3 separate regions of the Gossypium hirsutum genome follow, and regions 2 and 3 are each linked to region 1. A link is a contact called in public Hi-C data. All regions are on one chromosome and are shown on one strand. Each heading gives the region's core, a stretch centred on a gene start, on an enhancer-like site or on the middle of the called end of the contact. The rest is flanking DNA. Distances are from core to core; before and after follow the strand shown.

Region 1 (2,700 bases), core at 173-2,672:
AATTTTCAAGCCAAGCAAGTTTTTACGCAGATATCAATTTCCATCTTTCTAAAACAGATAACTTAACCAAGGATGCAAAAAAATCATGGATTAGGTCTAAAAATTCGGAGCAAGAAAAGTAGTACAGCTTTTCTCCTTTCATTCTGCAGACAATGACATGTTAATAGCATAATTCCAAAGGATCTCACTATTCACTCTTGTAATAAGTAAGCCTACACCATCCGGATAAAAAGTTTCACTTCAGTCCCAAATAAATAAGTGTGTGCATCAAAGCGCTCCCTAAACTTGCAACACTTGGACCAAAATCCTAGAGGAGTTTACCCTTATCTATCAACCCATCGGAAACTAACTACCAGGTTTTTGCACCATTAACAATAGGCTCTCTCTCACCAATTATTATAGGAAGCAGTAACAGTTTTCAAGGGGTAAAAGAAAAAAAAATCTGACGATTAAACTTCGCTGATGTTACCGTACTCTAAAAAATTTCACATCTTCAATAATTCACTTCAATAATTCAATTATCCGGGCAATCCCACAAAGTAGGTCCCTGACTGAGACCCACAAGAGACCGATGAATACTTGAAAAAAAATTTTGAATTAAACCCTAATCTACCATAAATCAAAAGTTATAGCCTTAAGAAGGGAAAAAGAAAGGTACCCAGCAACCTCTTCGTAGTTCTTACTCCTACGGAAAATATAAGAAGCAATCAACAAAAAAGTCAAATACAAGAAATGCATCAAAAGAGAATCATTTCAAGAAATGAAATTATACTCATAAGTCGTAAATTTATTTTGCATACAGAAGTTAGTAGTTCCGCACTGAAACAGAAACAGAAATAAGAAAACTAATTTCTTTTATAGAAATCATGACAGAAAATAAATTTTAGAAACTATCTGCTCCCTTACCAGCTATCAGCCATCACATCTTTATTCATTTTATAGTAAATAAATTTCAGCCAGAAATATAAAGTGAAAAACAAAAAGAAAAACTGTATATATAAAGAAAACGTAGTCGTTTTCCTTCACTTTCCCCAGAAAACTAGATACCAAAAGGAAAGTAACAATAACGAATTTATTGTTTTTTGAAAATGCATACATAATTTTCTTTTCATATTACCTTTTCTAAAGTTCAAATAATTGATATAATAATAGAAGGTATGAAGAAACTAATGTATCAATCTGAGGTGCAAAAACAAGATGTTTCTCCATTTTTAGAAATTCTAGTTCCTCATTATCACTCTCTTTATTAATCTTTTAAAAAAGAAAGAGAAGAAACTTACTGGTGAGTTACTTACGATCGCCCTCAGCTGAGTCTGACTCGGAGACTGAAAATAGAGGAAAATACAATGGCAGAAACAACTAAAGCGGAAAACAATACCTTCGCTTTTTGGGACGGAAGCATTTTCTTTCCTTACCGTTTTATTTTCTAATTTTATACATTTGAAAATCTGTAGTAATTAAAAATAAGGACACGTGGCGGTAAGAAGTACTTAATAGTGTTCGTAGCGAGCCAGAAAGGAATTTTCAACCGATTCACTTGACTCGGCTATGACGAGTCAACTCGACGATGACAGCTTTAATTCACTTCTTATCCACTTGGATCGACAGCGTGATTGGAAACTACGGCAAGATAAAGATTGATTGTGAAATTAATTAATTAAGTATTAAAATGTGTATTAAATTAAAGATGACGCTGCAATCAATTTTTTTTAACTCAATTTAAATTATTTAAAAAATAATTCCCTTCTGCAATCACTATCACCAGCTTAATTCTCATACTTAGAAGGCTTTCAAAGCTTGGTTAACTTCTCATAGGATTAAAATGACTATTTTAGTTCATTAATCTCATGACATATTGATTTTCCGTCTCCTCCTTAATCATTTCAACTCAGCAGCATGAAAACTTTTCCGAATTCTACGAATCAGCACAGGCAGGGCGATAGGTTCTCCTTGTTGGAAGGAAAATGTTAGCGGAGAGGTTAAAAACAATAGGGACGATGTTCTACAATGTAGTCACTACATAACCCTGGTTAGTCTTGAAGGAAAACCTCTACCCTGTGTGATATACTGCCATGGGAACAGCGGCCGCAGGGCTGATGCTATAATCTTTGCAGCCTTCAAATATTAGCAGTTTTCACTCTTGATCTCGGTTATCCATAAGAGAACATGTCACCCTCACCTTGGCTTGGAACGAAGTAAGCCGTTACTTATGCATTAACATTTTTGTTGATATTGATGGTGGTTTAACATCGTACTACACACAATCAATCTGTCATATAAATTGTTCTTCCAAGTGTTGAATTGTCAAACAAAGAAAATATTTAACATCTTTGTGTGTCAAGCTTGTGGATGATTCCATGTTCCGGCCTTACCTCATAAATAGTAGAAGAGTTGGGTTTAGTATTATCTGATTGTGATTCACAATGGTTAGCGAGAAGAAAACCAAAAAGCGGCGGATTAGAAGATCCATTGGTGACTTTAAAGTTCATATGCATTTGGAAGTGTACTTTCATTTTGCATGGTTGTGGCTTCTGTTACATATGACTTGCTTCTACCAGTTATGGCTATTTACTTGCTTTGTGCTTTTGCTTCTGATTTAGATGGGTTATGAGGCCACCACAAAACCAAGTGATGAGAAATTTAGCATAACTAATTGCATTAAAGCATTGTATAAGATACAAGACATTGAAGAGTGGCTCT
Region 2 (2,700 bases), core at 123-2,622, 350 kb before region 1:
GCACTGAAGAAATCTTCAAAGTCAGATTCTAACGAAGGTTGTGAATCAAAAAAGCTCTCCTCTGTGTTACCTGGAGAGAAATTATAGGCACACTTAATTACACATGCTAAACATGACCCAATTTTACATAATGCATTTATGGAGCAAAATATCCACACCATCTTGAATCCTGCAAAGAAATTGCCATTGCATGCATGATTAATCATGCAGCACTGAATTAGTTTTTTGATTAATCATGCCATTACACTTTGCTTCATACATCAGCATATCTTGTAAAATGAGTAAACCTCAAATAGTTCATTATTCTAGGAACATGTGCCTGCAGGAGAATATTTGATATTCCAGTGATAACATATACAATAAGAAATAAAAGGGCCATTTGACTGAAAGATCACAGAACATACTATAGTTGCTGACAAAATTAGAGATGATTTACATAAGATAATCTTGTTTGAGTATTTACTTAAGAGCAATGGGACAAGTAGGTGAGGACTTGGGATTCTCAACTTCATATCACTCCTCTATTTCTTGGTTAGCTGTTAGGACAGTAACTTTCAACTCTGAAAAAAGACACAAAAATAGGAAGATGCCATGAATAAACACTGTTTCCCTTGTTTGTAATGAGAAAAAACAGCAAAATATCTAATTTGGCTAATGTGAGTGGTCCAAAGCCAAAGGGTTCTGAGCGAAATAGCAAAGGACTGTCCCGATCAATCAAGCAGATTGCAGTCAGTCCAATGACCAAAGAACAAATAGAGTTTCCAACTTTTATTTTATATATATCTGATAAATGAGATCAAACAAATGCAGTAATTTAAAACCTGAAGTGAGGGTAACCCATGATGATAAAGGAATGAAGAAAGGCAAGTTAGAAACATACCCATCTCTTGTAAACTAGTTTCTTGTTCCATAGATGAAGGCTGAAGCCTGGAATCGTATCCAACAATTGAGGGCTCCCTTCTAACATTGTTCTCCTTAATGGGTGATTGAATTCGGGCACTAAGATCAATGTCTGCAGGATCTTTATTCTTGTAAACTGTAACACAATTCCCCATGTCTTTTTTTTTTCTCTTCCTCTACTCAATCATGAGACAAAAGAGAGCACTTTAACTAAGCTGTTTCCTTCGATGCAAGGAAACAAGGAAATGGGTTTTAATATTAAGCTTTAAGCTTGAATTCATTCACTCAACCAAATTGTAAGGGGGGGGGGACTTGGGAGTTGATTGGTCTTGAGAGCAAAGTAATGGCACTTGCAGGCATGGGTCCATATTCAATGACCCCTTTATTTACTACTTTGCATACTGTTTATCTTTGTTTGATTGGTATCTTCTCTTTCTTGCTATACTTCTGGAAAAGCATTAAAAGTCTGCTCGGCTCCATTATATTCCTCTTTTCCATTTATTAAAATTTTCCTTTTCCCCATTCAAAATTTTCTCACCGTTCTCTTATTATTATTATTATTATTTTATTTTAACTTTGTATTCAACATTCAGTATATATACTGTATGTCAAAATAGAAGCGTATAACACAAAAGCTAAAAAATTCGACACTTAATTGCTTCATTTAAGTTTTAAACTCCACACTCGAAAGTTTTAGTGTTTTGAATTATTTAACATTGTTCTTTTTCTCTATCAAAGAAAAAAAAATTTCAAACCTAGTAGACTGGTTACAATTAATAATACAAATTCTAATACTATACAAACTTAGTGGTTTGTGGCATTAACAAAAAGAAAAGAGAAGAGAAGAGAAAAGCAAAAGCAAGTGTTAGCGTAATTAACTATTTGTGAGCTGACCTAATATTGGGCTACAATGATGAAGGCTGAGGTCCACCAGAAATTAATTGTTTGCGACTTTAGTTATGATGAAGAATCCGATAGTTTTCTTGCATGTCTTGTCTCTTTCGGGCGGTTGCATTTGTCCGTGCAAACATTAAATCCTTTCGTTTGACAAAATTCAACTGAAATGAAACATGCAACAAACTGCCAAATTCACAGACTAAGTATCCTACATGATATTCTTCACCATATTTTGTTTTTTTTCATGAGTTCCATTGGATAAAGATGTACTTATGGAACAGTTGTATTCATCCCGTTTATATTTCAGTTTATAAAAGAAATAATGGTAAATGAATTTCGATGATACAATAAAATCTAATGATTGTTAATATTTTGTATTGATGAAAATAATTCATCGAACATTGAGTGGGGGAATAACAAAAGTATCAAGTTCTATAAGGAATTTTTGCAGTAATTCTTTATAGAATAAACTTTGAAAATTAAAAGATGGAAGGGAATAAAAACTTTTTGTTTATGAGTTTGTGTTGTGTCTTGATTAGGGGCAAATTCAGGGGGTTGGTAGGGGCCCCGATCCCCCCTAAAATAGAAAATTTCTATTTAGGGCCTTTAAAATTTTTAAAATTTTAAATTAGTAAAGGTAAAATTACACTTTGCCCCCTAAAAATGATAAAATTTTAATTTAATCATTTAAAAATTATAAAAATATAAATTATTCAAATGGTGAAATTGTATTTTTACTATCATAAAAATTACAATTTAATTTCGCCCCCTAAAAAAATTTTCTAGCTTCGCCCCTGTTCTTAATGTATCTTTGCATTTTTAGTATGTAATGTAAATGAAATTCCTTTCATTTAGAAGTTGAAACAAAATAACCAATGAGTATGGAAGTCCCATCGATTGTTT
Region 3 (2,713 bases), core at 192-2,691, 440 kb after region 1:
ACTAATGGGAACATATATGGGTCGTCCACCCAGGGACATAGAAATGGTAGCCTACACCAGACCCATGATTGCACCAGGAGCAGACAACCACCGACACATGAAAAATAGAAAGTGTGATTGTACACTTGACGCATGAAAAATGGAAAGAGTGTGTCTTGGGCCTCTATCTTTCCACTAATGTGCTAATGAGTGTAGGATCGAGTTTGTAGCCCCTAAGTATACGAGACGCATGCAAGAATCATATGTCTTACAAGTAACTACAAATTTCGATGTTAGAGCTTTTTGACAAGGTATGTATGAACCCCTCCAAAACACAATCATTCGCCTATTTATATTGAAAAATAAATTAATTTAAAATATTTTAAAAAATAAAAAACTTTAAATTTAACTTCATTGAAAAAATGAAATTTAAAATTTTGTCTTACCAGTATCGCTTGAGCAGCTAAAATGTGCCTGTCGTCGAAACGAATCAGAGGGCTTGCCATTCGTGAAAAATTAATCGAAACGAATAATATATGAAAAAATTAAATAAAAATATAATATTTTTAAACAAGCGCATTGAAAATTTTAGAACAAAACTTGAGAAAATTGAGAGAATTGAGAGAGTTGAGAGTTGAGAGAGAATACAGAGAGTTGAATTTTAGTGAAAAAATAAAAAATGGCTTTGTATTTAAAGGAAAAAAATTACCGGTAGCCCTTAAAATTTTTACTGTTGCCAATATTTAAAAAGTTGTTGGGAAAATGATCGTTGAAGGAAAACACGTCCTCTAAAAAAGACCTATTTCCCTAATTTAAAAAAAGGTCTAAAAGGCTAATTAAAAAAAACATATCTTTCTAATTTAGTTGAAAATTTCTATTATTTGATTATTATTATTATTGATTCTGAAAAGTACTTAAAAAGCTAAATCACTAAAAATATTTATTTTAATTGATTTAATATTTTCAATTGATTATCAAAATAAGGCCTAGGTTTCAAATTTTAATTAAATGATTATATTATTTTTTAAATGTAATTATATTAAGGTGAAAAGATTAAAAATTGTATCAACTAGTATAAATTTGTACGCATCAATACAAATCGATATTTGATTAAATAAATTTAAATGTACCGAAACAATTAAATTATACCTAAAATATAATCAAAATGAAACATAAATTACTTGATATTAATTTAAGATCGAAAAAATAAGTATTCGATAAATCTAAATGCACTGAAATAATCAAATCATACTTAAAATATAATCAAAATAAAACTTAAATTGGAAAAAAATAAGTATGGATGGGTATGGTGGATACTAAAATGATTATAGGCCCAAATCTAAAATCTTTTGGCCTTTTCTTTTCACTTCAATGCTAGTAAATTCTTATGAATATACCTTTATTATTCAAAAAGTTAAAATAAATTTATATTATTTAATTCAAATAAAAAATATTTTATATACAAGAGAAGAGGAAAGGGCAAAAATGAAAAGAAAGGAGAAAAGTGGAAAAGAAGGTAGATGCATGCATACATACATACATATTGGAGTGAAAATCAAGTGGGATCATTCATTACAATGACAAAGTTGCGTGCGGGTCAGAATTATTACAAGAAATTATCGTAATAATGCCACTGACGTGTAAACAGATGACTGGCTAACTCTCAACAAAGGGAGAAAGGGAGCAGCATTTTTTGTTGGTGGTGTTGGAGTAGGGGAGGGGTTATTGGGGCATGGAAGGGCTGGCCATGCTTAGGCAGCTCATCGGTCAGCTTCAAGACCTCTTGCATCTCTACGGCTCTCCTCCTCCGCCGCTTCCTCCGTCCTCTCCTTTTCACCTTCTTCACCTCCACCAACTGCCTCATCCTTTCCACGACCACCACCGCAGGTTCGTTTCCTTTCCTTCTCTCTTTACATAGATCTCTTCAATTTTCTGTTTTTCTTCTCTCGCCTCACATTTTTTTTATGTGCTAATTTTGAATTCTTGTCAGATTTATTCATCTAGGATTCTGTATTTTTTTTTGGGGGGGGGGAGTGTAATGAGGTGGATTAATGGTAGATTACCTTTGTTATCCGATAATGTTAATTTCTCTTCCTTGCATTTCTCGTTGTTTAGATTTTTGTTTATTTTCTGTTATGCCACTGCCGTTTTGTTAATTTTTATTTTCAGGGGATTTCGCATGTTTACTGCATTTGAATTTTTGGCCATTTTTTACATTACTAAACTATTTTATACCTCTTTTTGACGAAAATAGTAAGTTCATTCAAAATTTTAGTTTTCAGCATGTATCTTTCATCGTATTCCAATCATGTAGTTTCTTTTTTTTTTTACCCCTTTTTGCCTTTGTTTTCCTTTCCCTTTTTTTCAATTTTCAGTTTGCTTTGTCCCCTCCCCCAAAACCCTCCTCTCATCTTTATTAAGTGTTCATGCTGCTGTGTTTTTTTTTTTTAAGTTTTACATATTGTGATGGTCAATTTTGAACTTGTTGGCGATTGCCTTTTGATAATTGATGCTTGAATATCTTTCTTCTTAGTTGATTAGCATGATTATGATTGACTATGAAGATGGAATCTCATTTGTATCTGTTTACTATATGATTTCCTTAGAACATGAACTTAAACTTATAATTCTTGATTAATTTTTAGTCCACTGACTAATCAGCTCCTTTCAATTTTCCTTCACGTTCCTACACGCAAAGGAAAATAGAAAGTTAATTTACTAGTTAATTCAACAA

The links. Hi-C and Micro-C count contacts between places; a contact is called where the count stands out from the background.
Region 2: a contact with region 1 is called in a Hi-C map of leaf, with 4 times the contacts expected there. The contact joins the promoter of LOC107916890 here to the promoter of LOC107916524 in region 1. A contact is called at or near these places in 7 of 34 Hi-C or Micro-C datasets (callus, hypocotyl, leaf and 1 more).
Region 3: a Hi-C map of hypocotyl shows a contact between it and region 1, with 6 times the contacts expected there. The contact joins the promoter of LOC107916542 here to the promoter of LOC107916524 in region 1. A contact is called at or near these places in 17 of 34 Hi-C or Micro-C datasets (callus, cotyledon, fibers and 4 more).

The regions. Positions count from the first base shown.
Region 1 is chrA01:94,783,491-94,786,190 of Gossypium_hirsutum_v2.1, reverse strand. It overlaps LOC107916524 (squamosa promoter-binding-like protein 2), which reads right to left and starts at 1,422. Exons shown (of 6, transcript XM_016845790.2): 1 at 1,281-1,422.
Region 2 is chrA01:95,133,609-95,136,308 of Gossypium_hirsutum_v2.1, reverse strand. It overlaps LOC107916890, which reads right to left and starts at 1,372. Exons shown (of 3, transcript XM_016846260.2): 1 at 881-1,372; 2 at 1-70. The coding sequence starts at 1,055.
Region 3 is chrA01:94,347,032-94,349,744 of Gossypium_hirsutum_v2.1, reverse strand. LOC107916542 (F-box only protein 6) reads left to right here and starts at 1,441. Exons shown (of 2, transcript XM_016845812.2): 1 at 1,441-1,866. The coding sequence starts at 1,712.